Regions from separate parts of the Sus scrofa genome. Here region 1 is linked to region 2. The links are chromatin contacts, called in public HiChIP or PLAC-seq maps. All regions are on one chromosome and are shown on one strand. Each heading gives the region's core, a stretch centred on a gene start, on an enhancer-like site or on the middle of the called end of the contact. The rest is flanking DNA. Distances are from core to core; before and after follow the strand shown.

Region 1 (6,469 bases), core at 2,623-5,122, 160 kb before region 2:
TTTTACCATGCATTTTGATTTTCCAGGTTACTGGCTATTGAGATAAAGGAAATGGTCCAGTTAGTTGATATCAGAAAACTAGAAGCTTTTGATAGAAAAGTGAGAAGGATTTACTGCCTCTGTTTGAGAGAAAGAAATAGAGAGGGTGGGCTTCATTAGAAGTGTCATGATCAGGGAATGCCAATTACTCAGTGAACAGAAAGCATTTGGCACTCAACATGTATTAGTAGCCTTTAGGCTTCCATCTGCAGGTCATGTCTCCTGTGTATTTCTTTAGATACTGCCAATGCTTCGGTTTTCCTGTCTGTATTTGGTACTATTCCTCTCCTCAAATTCTGTGTGCTGTCCGTTGGAAACCATTGGCTCCACTACTAAAATCTATCTTGAACTTACATAATTTTCACCATGTTCATGCCTACAACTTTAGTCTGAGCTACCATCATTTCCTAGTCCTCCACACCTAAAATAGTACAAAAATGTATAGCTTGTCTTTCTGCCTCCATTCTTTTTCCTCTATGCCCCATACCCATCCACTAGTCAGACCTGCACTTTCTAAAACCTAAATCAGATTACAACTATCCATCACTTTAAATACAAAATTTTTCTGTTGAAAATAGGATAAATTTGAAATTCCTTTCCAAAGTCTACAGGATCCTACAGAACGTGACTTCTGCCTCTGTCTCCGACTCTTTGTCTTCCATTCTTCTTGTTCATTAAACTCTCACAATACCTCCCTTCCTTCTCCTTGGACATGGCATGTTTGTTCCCATTTGAGGGTTTGGAACACTCTTCCTTCATGATTTTGCATGAAGCGTCCTTCTTTTCTGCTTTCAACTCAACTGCTGCCTCCTTGAGGAGGCTTTTCCTGAGCACTCCCTATAAGTCCCCTTTGAGGCATTCCATGGTATTACCTTACTGCATTTTGTTATACTTAATAGTGTTTGAAATTATCTAATTTATTTATTTGTCTCTTCTCCCAAAATACACTTGAGGAACATTTGTCTTGGCCACTGATGTAAACCTAACACTCAGAATTGGGCCAGGAGCATAGTAGATGGTAACTATGGATACAAGAAATGACTGAATTCCTCTTCTTCCCCTTAGATAAATAGAATTCTGTGTGCGTGTATGTCTGTGTGTGCACATGCACAGGTATAGTAAACACAGTATTTTATACTGTAGTATCCATTCCACAGCCTGTATTTTAGAAATCTATATATTGAGGCCCAACATCACATATGGAGAGAGTAGAACAGTGATTTAAAACCTTGTGTTCTTGCATTGGCTTGTTTTCCTTCCCTTCCAAATATGTTCATTCCTTCTTTTCATTCATTTGTTCATTTACTCCACTTACAATAAATATTGGTATCTTGTTTTCTCTGGAACATAGCAGTCTCTATGGGCACAGCTGTGCTTAATGTTTTGGGATGGGGCTCAGTGGAAATGGTTAAGACTTTCAAGTTATGCAGACGTGGGGTCAAGTTCTGGCTCTGCTCCTTACTTTAAGGTGAGTTGTAGGGAATTGCTGATATTCGATTGTTTTTCACCTGTGTGACCTTGGGAATGTTCCTTGAATTTTCTACATTGAGTTCCCTCAGCTGTAAATAATAATACCTGTCATAAGATTTTAAGAAACAAATGCAATAACTTATAAAAAGCACCTAGTTCGTTTTCTGGCACAAAAACTGACTGTTATCGTTTGTAGATTATAAATATTTGCATATGCATTTTGTAGTTTTTACACATGGTTCCTAAGATATTACTTGAAATATTAGTATCAACTCAGTCTAAAGTTATCTCTTGCCTTCTAGAGAATGTTCATTTTTTTAATTTGACTGTTATAACCTTTGGAATATTCTTTCCCACTAGAAAAAACACCAAGTTTGCCATCTGCAAATTTCACTGATTCACAAATCAATTGTAGTGTTTTACAAAGTAATTTTATTTTATTATGGTAACTTTATTTAGCTTCTCTATTTGACTTTATATTATACTTAATAGAATTTTAATTATTATGGTCGCATAATCATGGTAATTTAATAGTCTCTTAGTACTTAGGAAAGGGAATTCTTTCTAAAAACAATCAAATCTCATTTTTTAGTTTCTAGCATGTTTTGGAAATACATTTTTTTAAGTTAATTGGGTGGAAAAATTACATATAACTTTTTAGAAAAGAAAATTGATATATCTAACCAAAAATTCCAGTAATACATTAGAATCTAAAGAGAAAATGAAAACGAGTGTACCATTTATAGCAAATTATTTTTACTTGTGTTGGATTAACTCTCTTCCTTCTACGACTGTATGTGTGTAATATAGATCAATAAGGTGTTCAGAATGGTGTTAACTATCTGGAAGGAAATGGTGTTATCTAAGCCCCACAGCTGGAAAATATGAGAATTAGAAACTTAATTGATTAATACTGGATCACATAATTATCCGGTGATTAAAGACTGCTAGGTGGAACTGACATAATGGGGTTTTCTTTTTGGAAAATAATATTTTAATTGTAATGGTGTTCCCCTTGGTATTTAGTAAAACTGCGATTACCCAAGAACACACTTAGGATTTAGAGAGACCTAACCTCTGTAGCTTAGTGGTTAGGCATTTCTGATACAGATTTGGGGGGCGGTTTGAAATTAGGATGGAAAGTCAGAGCAACGTGACTTCAGCTAATGTACTGTTTGCCCTTGACCCCTTCTCCACAACCTGCCAGTAATGATAGGCTTTTGACAAGTGTAACTGCATGATGCCCATTTTATTTACAGTTTTCATAGCTAATGAATAATAAGAAAAATGTCCGCCAGGACCTGATTGTTTACCTCTCTAATAGCAATTTACAGATGGAGCATGTTGTGGCTGTTACAAACCATAGCCTATAATAGCATTTGATGTAAGTATCTGCTCACCATTCTGTATTGTGGTTGGAGCTGGAGAAATAGAAAATTGGTCATTTCCCGGCAGATAGCACTAAGTTTCAATTCAGTCAGAATGCTGTATGTACTGTGATAGGTTTATAATTATTACCCCAAGATTGATGGTTTTTTGGTGAGTGTAAATTTGTGCAGCAGTAATCCATTAAGAAATCAATAATCATTCCATTCTGATGTGTAGTTCCTATTCACTGTTATAAATGTGTACTCAGAGCTGAAACCAATGCTTTTTTTTTTTTTTTGAAATTGTAGTTGACACTATTGGAAATGAGGAGATTATTATAACATTTTTTCCTTCTCTCAGATTTCTTTTTCTATGCTTATGTTCTTTTGGCCCATATGGCATACCTAATGAAAGTCTGCATATTTTCATACCATTTAAAATTTTATTTGGACTTCTTTTACTATTTCGATCTCCATGTCTCCATCTTTTACTTAGTTGTTTAATAATGGCAAATTATAAATGTAAAGTACCTTAGTGTTTCTTTCTGTAGTGTAGAGGTGATTTATTGCTGCATACACATGATCAGGAAAGTGTGGTAGTTTCTTCCCTTTAAAATAAAATTTTAACCTCTAGGCTGAAGTCTTCTCATAGAAAGCAAATCTAACATGTATTTATTACTCACACCTGTGAAGCACTGTGCTAGAAGGCATGGGGGAGGTGGGGAGGAGAAAGGACTAAAAACATTGACCCTGTTTTCAGACTAGCTTATATTTTAGAGAAAGACGAGCTTATCTGTTAGAGAAAGAGAAGCCAGAATCAGCACAAATAACTTAAGGATGTGAAGAAAGAAGAAAAGCGGTGAGGGAAATGTCAGCTCTGAAACCATCCATTACGTAAGTTCCGAGCTGGAACTTTGGTGTTATGGTATGATGGTGCTGGGGATGATGGGGGTGTGGGTAGTGAGCTTCATCCCACAGAGGGATGTGGCCAGTGTTACAAAATTCTGCCATGGTCGGTCTGGGGCTGACGAGCAGTCTAAATAAAGATTCTAAGTAAAAGTGACATAGGAGCAGAGTATAAAGTCACAAAGCAGTAGAGCAAGATAGAAAATGAAAAATAAAGGCCCCACTGCCCAGGTGATCCTAGCTGTCAGTTTCTCTTGTTATCAATTTCTTAATTATCCTTCAATAAGTTTTTAGCATATTCTAGCATGTTCAGTATAGTGCTAGCTAGTTCGGCTAGAATATAGACCACCATGTCTATATATATTTTTTTCCTTTTCTGTTGATAACAAATAAAATTACACTGTGCACGTTGCTTATAGCTTGATTGATTTTTCACTTACAAATTTTTTTTTTCACATCACTCTTTTGTTCTTGGGTGCTTATAATGCCATTATACACTGAGGATACACGGTGACTTAGTCCTTCACTGATGAACATTAAGTTTGTGTCTAGGTGTTCACTGTTACATACAGTGTTACAGCCAGTGTCCTGTCTGTCCTTTTAGCTTTGCAGGCATCCTCAGCATAACTTGGCTGTAGATTTGCTATGTCATGAAGTATGTGCAGTGATCATTTTAATGGATCAAGTATGGGCAGATTGCCCCGTGAAAAGGTTACCAATTTACACTACAAGTAGTTTGTGAGTCTGTTTTGTCGTCTTTGACAACAATGAATTTTATTAGTTTTGGTTCATCTGATGGGGGGAATAGTATATAAAGTTAATTGGTATTTCTTAATTATGGTTCTTTAAACATTGTTTTATATATTTGCTGGTTGTGATGTCTGTGTTTATTTTCTGTCCCTGAAGAACGTTTCTGCTTTGGCATCCAGGAGAAATTATAATTAAAAACTCTTGTAAGAATTAGGAGAAAGAAAAAGATTTTATCTGGTGTACATGGTGGTTTTTCTTTTGTTTTTTGTTTTGTTTTGTCTTTTTAGGGCTGCACCTGCGGCATGTGAAGGTTCCCAGGCTAGGGATCTAATTGGAGCTGTAGCTGCTGGCCTATGCCAGAGCCACAGTAACTCAGAATCCAAGCTGCGTCTGCGACCTATACCACAGCTCACGGCAACGCCATATCTTTAACCCACTGAGTAAGTCCAGGGATCGAACCCTCATCCTCACGGATGTTAGTTGCCTTTGTTAACCACTGAGCCACAACAGGAAGTCCATGGTGTCCTGTTTTGAGATAGTTTTAGTGGGAAGATACTGGTTATTTGATGTTAAAACTTCTACAAACTATTCTACAGCAGAAAATGACACTTTTATTCCTGTGTCTACATTTATTTCACTTGCTTATCTTGGTAAAACACGTAAGACACTCTTCCAAGATTTCTAGCATAGCATTTCAGTAAAATTCGGAGGTTAACAAAATTTTAATTGCTACACCATGAAACCTGGCTATCTGTGTAGTAGCAATTCTACACAGAGAAAAGAATGTGTATCTAAAAAGTTTAAGTAGCAGAGAAGAAGAGAAAAATCAGGTGTTACTTAGAAATGATTTGATTAATTACTTGAGAGGGCTAGTTTAGGAATAAGGGGGATGCCTTTTTATAAGGTTTTAAAAAGGGCTAAAGAGCTACCTGTGTAGGACCTGATTTCTCCCTCTTTGCTATTTCGGGACTGGTGGAGATCTCAGAGTGTCAGTTGACAAGCAAGTTGCATTGTCTGAAAACTTACAGGCTAAGCTTATTCCTGAAAAAGACTGAAGTCTTGTGTTCTTTTTATTTTCTTGCACACTTTTTCAGGAAACTACTCAGTTTTTCTCACACGGGAAATGGAAATATGCTTGCGAGCAAAGAAAGTTCGTTTCATGACACCTATGTTTTTTATGAGCAGTTAAACATCCAAATGTATTCTACAGTTTTGTAGCTCCCAGCCTGTCCCAAGAACTAGATTGATGGCAGCCTGTTAAAGAATATGGTTGAGGTCACGGAGGACCTGGGCATGTTCTTGGACTCAAAGAGCATCCTGAGGTAGAAAAAACTTGTACCGTTTTCCCTTTCTCCTGTGTGCAGGATAGAGATGACTCAATCTCTGCTTTTTGCCTATACAATTGCATTTAAAAATAATAAGGTTCCTAATTTCTCATCTGGGGCTACAAGTGTGTGTGTGAGCACACACACACTTACACCCATGTCATTTATTTCACCACTGAGAATAATCTTGATGAATCAAACACTTGGAAATGACCTCAGAGGTCATTTAGAACAACTTCCTAAACAAAACAAGAATATCCTGACATCATGTGTGACAGGTGGTCTCTGGGATTTTGCTTGACCACTTCTAGTGTGAGAGGAAGGAAGATCACTGTTGTATCGTCGGTCAGCTCTGATTCGTAGAAAGTCCTCCTTTATATTGAGCTTCACCTGCCTCTGTGGAATGTCACTGCTTTTACTAAGACACAGACTAAGTATCTCGGAAATTTTAGATGCTTTGTTCTGTATTAGTGTTTGTAGACCTAGGTTTTCATGTAGGTTTTTAGAATTTTGCATGGGCCCTGTGTTTGAAAGACTCTCATAATTTATTTTGAGGAATAATGCTGTAGTTAGCATATATATTCCTGTCTCTTTGCCCCAGTAGCTATAAGC
Region 2 (6,647 bases), core at 3,574-6,073:
TAATATAGATAAAAATAATTAAAATATTCAATGGTAAGATTGATGACAAAAACACATCAATGCTTTATGATAATATGCCACCCCGAACATTTATGTGATTAACTAACATTATGGAAAGGTATTAATAGATTATTATTAGAAAAAGTTGTAAACTAAATGACTAGAATAATTCCATTTGTGAGTAAACAATGTGTACATAAGAATTGGACGTGTGTGACAATTTTTAAAAAGCCACTATCAAAGTGCCTGTATCTGAGTGGTTGGATTATGCATTTTATTTCACTTTTAGAGTTTCACACATTTCTATATTTTATATAGATGCAATACATTATTTTTATAAGAAAAAAAAATTTAAATTAAAATTAAAAATCCTAGAGGTCAGAATATAGAATAAATATATAATTATTTCTTGACAGGACTTGCCTGTGAAAGGAAATAGAGTAAGAGCCTAGTAGAGCATTTTTATAACCAGCGGAGAAATAGCATGTATAAAATGTTTTACAGATTCTGTCACCTGAGAGGCTTCCTGTAAATGAGGGATGCTGTTATTATTATTAATTATCATTAAAATTTCTCTAGCCTCAGACATTTAGTACGAGAACAACTCTACTGAGTAGCCAAAGGCAAGAGGAAAAAGAAGAATTAAAAATAGGGAGCATTCTAGAAAGAATTTTCTTTGTAAGGTGTTCAGGACCCTGTACCCTGTTGTCAGAGCAGTGTCCAGAGCTAATTATCTACAGGCACAGACTCAGGAATAGAGAAGATAAGACCCAAGGTGCCAGATAATTTGTAAAGGAGCCAAGATAAGTAAGAATATATTGTTTTAAGAGCTTTCTTCCCACTTGTCAATTATACAAACTTGTTTTAGTATCTAACCATTTGGGCTACACATCTGCCTTATCTCTCTGATAATATAGATTATAAACCCCAATAAATACTTTTAGTATCTCAGTCTCTCATAGCACCAAGAAATCAGAAGTTCAAAATGAAATGAGTTTTTTTTTTTTAAATAGGCCTTTAAAATTATTTTAGGGGCTAATTGAAATGATTTTTAAAGTGGTGAGTTTGCTGTTCAGGCTATTCATTGCTCAAGCAGGATTTATTGAATATATCAGATTATTAGCACAGGAATAAGCAGTATAAGATGGATATAACCCATATATTTATTGGGGCTTATACTCTATACTAACAGAGAGATAAAGCAGGAAACCTGCACCATATCTCTTATCCAAGAACACCAAGAACACAATTCAGTTCCCTAGAAGTTTTTAATTTTAATAATTATGTTCTAAAAAACCACTCCTGAAGCAGTTATATCGTCAGATTAGAACAGTATGAAAGTAGAAGTGCCTATACTTGTAATCTGTTTTTAACAAAAGTGATTTGAAATGGGATGAAAACACAACTTTAAAAAGTAATCCAGAGTATATGGTACATATGCTTCAGAATAAAGATAAACATACCCTTTAAAGAGGAGTTAAATTCAAAGCCATTTCCTTCAAGTTTTGAGTCAGTGGCTTAACAAGTTAGCAATTGTCTTAAAATTTTAGACTAGGGTAATAAGCCTGTTCAGGTCCCTTAAACTTTCTAGATATTTTAGTCTGCACATTCAAAAGAAACAGAGCCATATTATCTAAACAGACAAGTCTAACAATTTCAAAGTTCAGGTAGACGTAAAACACAAAAGAAGGACTTATCACTACATTAGTGGTTTGCCACAACTCCATAACTAAGCCCCCGACTTCCCTGTCCCCTTTCTTCAGGCCTGCCACCTCATCCTACTCTATAGACAAACAAGCTCTCCAATCTAATTCTTATCAAGATGGAAACAAGGCCAGACCTGCTCTTCTAGATAAAATGCTTTGGCTTCTAACTGCCTGGCTGCTTATCTTTCATCTTGCAGTGTTAACCATAACCCTTTTCCTGACCTGCTCTACTTCTTGTTTTCAGATGAGCAGTGAGGACTGGGGAAAAAACATTCTTAAATGGACAAGTTCACTCTCTCACCTCCCTCTCCATTCCTTTTAAAGTCTGTTCAAACCTCTTTCTGTTCAAATTCTCTTTCCAAAATGACCACAAATCACATTCCATGCACGACATGTAATTTAATATATTTCTAAGTCTCTCTGGTTCAACTGTTACTCTGTCCACTCTGTATCATCATACACGTTTTTTGTTGTTTTTTTAAAATTAAAATTTCTGGTTGATTTTTTGTGGGAAGAAGATTGGGTTTTCTAAGGAAGAGCTGAGTCCCTTTTGTCCCTTTTTGCCTGCCCAGGTCCTAATAAGCTGAATCATCTTCTTGGCTAAGCTGTTTGGTTTGGCTTACCTGAATTCTTGTGTTTTCATCCAAACAAAGCATTGCTCTTTCCTGCTCTTTCCTGAGCAGGTGAAAGTTAATGCAATAAGGACCTTGAACAGTCAGGCTGTCTCGCTATGTGAGGTTAATTGTGGCACTACATGTCTTTGACCCTCGTTCCTCATACGCAAAGTGGAAAGATAAAAAAAATAAGTTAGTTGTCTTCTACTCACGAGAATTCTAGGAAACCCAATTCTCTGGGACTTCGAAATGAAGTTGAACGGTGTGAGATTGCACAGGCCCCCGGTATTGTAAATACCCCACTCTGGTTATGACACCTTTACCCCACACAAATTCATGTACCTGAACCTGCATGTCCTTGAAAACACAGGAGATTTTCCAAAAGCACTTGCATTCTTTCTACTAACACAATGTGCTGGGGTATTTTTTGTCTTAATTTTTATGTTTAGCAGCATTTATAAATAAATCTACATTACATATCAGAAAATTATCTCATAGGGGCCCTGCTCTGAGTCAGGTATTCCATTTTGTTTTTTCAGCTTGGAAAAAGTTGAATTTGGAATTATACTGCTTTCTTTTCATTTTTTATTTTCTTGCTGCAAATTTGATTCTAATTAACCCTTTAAAGCCAGTTTAACTATGTTAAGGTTATTATTATTGGGGAAATAGTATTACTGAATTCAAATTTAAATACATATTTATATGCTTACTCTGTATAAGGCATATTGTCAGCTGCTAATGGAAAAAGGAGAAATACCTACCTTTAAAGAATTAATAAGTTTATGCCAGAATAACTGATCATGCTATTTTCCCTATGACATTTTCATAATATTAATGATTTGGTGTTTAGGATTACCACATTCTTGAAAACCAGGAGAAGATGATTCCTAGTTTACATCCCTCTGTGTGTAGAAAGGTTGTAATGTTTCCTTTATTCTTAAAAAAACTGATCTTCAAGTATTATTTTCCTTAAAGAATTATAAGTATTAGAAAATGTTTTATTTCTTATCTCTTCTACAAAATATTATAAGGAAGCAAAGCTTTAGAGTTTGTTTCAATTTTAAAAAATGTTACTTTCCCATGACTTTTTTTTTTTTTTTTTTTTTGTCTTTTTTGTCTTTTGAGGGTCACACCCACAGCATATGGAGATTCCCAGGCTAGGGGTCGAATTGGAACTATAGCCACCGGCCTACACCACAGCCACAGCAACGTGGGATCCGAGCCTTGTCTGTGATTTACACCACAGCTCACGGCAATGCTGGATCCTTGACCCACTGAGCGAGGCCAGGGATCAAACCCACAAACTTATGGTTCCTAGTCTGGTTAGTTAACCACTGAGCCACGACGGGAACTCCTCCCATGACTTTCAATTAAAGCTAGGAAGTCAAAAGAGTATCTGTAGTAAGTTGAATTTAACTATGTTTGCTGAACTTTTAATCAAAGAAAGAAAGAGGATCTTTATAACCTATCACTTCTGAAAATTCTCCTTTAGTAGACTGTAGTCCAAGGAATATGCCCTCTTCACTGTAGAATGCTAGTCCAATTCATCTATTTATCTCAGAGACATGAGAGAACATTCACTAGATCTTATTTTTGTTTTTGTCATTTTTATAACCTATAGTAGGCTCTTGTATGAATATAGGGCAAGGGACAAGTTTAAATAAAATAAAATTTCAGTGTCAAATGATTAGATCCCTTTAAATTCACAGAAAACTCTAAAGGTATGGTTTAAATAGAGTAATAGGATTGGGGAACCAAATTCTATGATGGTTCCTGAATTTCACTACCTTTCTACAAAAGTCTTTAAGTGAATGTTACTTAAAATTCCATTCTACTTAGAAAATACTTGGGTTTTTTGTTTGTTTGTTGTTGTTGTTGTTTTTGCTTTTTAGGGCCCACCCGAGGCATGTGGAGGTTCCCAGGCTAGGGGTTGAATCAGAGCTGTAGTTGCCAGCCCACACCATAGCAACACAAGATCCAGCAGAGTCTAAAACCTACACCACAGCTCTTGGCAACGGTAGTACTGGATCCTTAACCCACTGAGCAAGGCCAGGGATTGAACCTGCGTCCTCATGGATGCTAGTCAGATTCGTTAACCACTGAGCCACACTGGGGACTCCCAGAAAATACTTGTTTAAATAAAATAAAAATTAGCTAGCTTCTGGGAGTTCTCACTGTAGCTCAGTGGTAATGAACCCATCTAGTATACATGAGGATGCAGGTTTAATCCCTGCCCTTACCCAGTGGGTTAAAGGATCTGGCATTGCTGTGAGCTATGTTGCAGGTCGCAGACTCTGGCTGGGATCCCATGTTGCTGTGGCTGTGGCCGGCAACTGTAGCTCTGATCTGACCCCTAGCCTGAGAACTTCTGTATGCTGCAAATGCAACCCTAACAAGCAAAAAAAAAAAAAAAAAAAAAAGCTAGTTTCATATGCAAGTGAAAGTAAAACAGGAGGTAGACTGGAACAAGTTAGAAGAGAGTTAGAGGGAAACGGAGCTAGTAAGGAAAATTTCTGGGTAGTGGTTTGCCTTGAGAACAAATTTGCTTTAGAGAGATATGTAAGAAAATGGCTTGGGGCAAGGAGACTCTGGAAGTGGGATAGTCTTTTAGGCTTTCCATCAGTCATCAGGCATGGGAAAAGTGAGAATGTGAATTATCAGTGAGAATGGAGAAGAAACCATATGTGAAAATTATTTTGAATGAAAAAAAAATATGGTCAGGGTATGCTGCTTTACTGGATTAGGGGGAAGTAGGACAAAGCTAAGTCACAGAGGAAGTTTCAAGTCTGAGGAGCAGAGAGAAGAATGGTGGTTGGGATGACATGATGAAGTGGGAGGGAGAAAACATGGGGAGTGTCAGGAGAATTTCAGAAAAAGTTCAGAGCTTGAAGAAATGAGATTTCCAAGTATAGTTATAGTCATTTGTATATTGGCAGAGCTATGGGCTTGGAAAAGGAGAAGCTTGGGCTAGTGGTTCTGCTTTTTTTTTTTTTTTTTTAAAGAGACTTTAGCAAGAAAAGTGTCTATGGAAATTGTGAGAAAATTTCCAGAATTCACTAAGGCCAGTCATGTTCAGAAAGAAAACTCAAGGCAAGTTAACAACAGAATAGCCACAATTGGGGAATTTAAAAAAGAAGGTGAAGGATTTCAAATTTTATTACAAAGATACAGTAGTGGACACACTGTGATATTGTTTTAATAATAAACAAACAAACCAATGGAATGGGGTAGAAATCCATACACATATGGACAACTAGTTTTTACACAGTTGCATGGTCAATTAAATGGCAAAGGATAGGCTTTTTGACAAATGATGCTAGAACAATTAGATATCCATATGCCATTAAAGTGAACATTGATTCATACCTAATAGCATATGTAAAAACTAAAAAAAAAATGCATCACAGATCTAAAGGTAAAACTTAAAACTAAAGCTCTAAAGTGAAAAATAAATTTTTTGTGCTTTGAGGTTAGGCAAAGTTTTCTTAGTACAATACCAAAAACAAGATGCATCAAAGAAAACGTAAGCTGATTTCATCAAAACTTGAAACTTTTGGAGTTCCCATTGTGGCACAGTGGAAATGAATCCAACTAGAGACCATGAGGTTGCAGGTTCCATCCCTGGCCTTGCTCAGCAGGTTAAGGATCCGGTGTTGCTGTGAGCTGTGGTGTAGGTCACAGACTCAGCTTGGAGTAGGCCGGTGGCTACAGCTGATTAGACCCCTAACCTGGGAGCCTCCATATGTCGTGAGTGCGGCCCTAAAAAAGACCAAAAAAAAAAGACACACACACACAAAAAAAAAAAAAAAACCTTAAAACTTTTAAAAAAGATACTGATAAGAAGAAACTCACAGACTGGAGGAAAATATTTGAAAGTCATACATCTGATTGTATCCAGAATAAGTAAAGAATTTTCAAACTCCATAAGAAAGCAAGCTTAGTTTTAAAAAGAAAAAAAAAAAAAAAAACTGGCATAAGATTGGAAGACACTTCACTGAAGGAAATATACAGACAACACCTGAGAAGATGCTCAATATCATTAGATATTAGAGAAATGCAAATTAAAGCCACATTGAGGTGTTCCCGTTGTGGCTCAGTGGTTAATGGACCCGACTAGGAAACATGAGGTTGTGGGTTTGATCTCTGGCCTCGCGCAGTGGGTTAAGGATCTGGCATTGCCATGAGCTGTAGTGTAGGTCGAAGACAGAGCTTGGATCCAGCGTTGCTGTGGCTCTAGTGTAGGCTGGCAGCTACAGCTCTCATTAGACCCCTAGCCTGGGAACCTCCATATGCCGTGGATGCGGCCCTAGGAAAGACAAAAAAGGCA

The links. HiChIP or PLAC-seq counts read pairs in DNA pulled down with a chosen protein or histone mark.
Region 1: a contact with region 2 is called in an H3K27ac HiChIP or PLAC-seq map of alveolar macrophages. The contact joins two enhancer-like sites. A contact is called at or near these places in 1 of 47 Hi-C or Micro-C datasets (embryonic fibroblasts) and 1 of 2 datasets of contacts at active chromatin or transcription factors (alveolar macrophages).

Annotation. Positions count from the first base shown.
Region 1 is chr15:115,648,149-115,654,617 of Sscrofa11.1, reverse strand. The region is part of intron 3 of IKZF2 (zinc finger protein Helios); the gene reads left to right. Among named protein-coding and RNA genes, the nearest start is that of IKZF2, 26 kb to the left of the region's middle. Within about 2 kb of position 3,872, at least 3 of the 83 cell types and tissues checked have an H3K27ac peak or open chromatin away from gene starts, as enhancers often do. A contact at or near this core is called in alveolar macrophages, where this site is marked.
Region 2 is chr15:115,490,122-115,496,768 of Sscrofa11.1, reverse strand. No RefSeq gene overlaps it. Among named protein-coding and RNA genes, the nearest start is that of IKZF2, 180 kb to the left of the region's middle. Within about 2 kb of position 4,823, at least 7 of the 83 cell types and tissues checked have an H3K27ac peak or open chromatin away from gene starts, as enhancers often do. A contact at or near this core is called in alveolar macrophages, where this site is marked.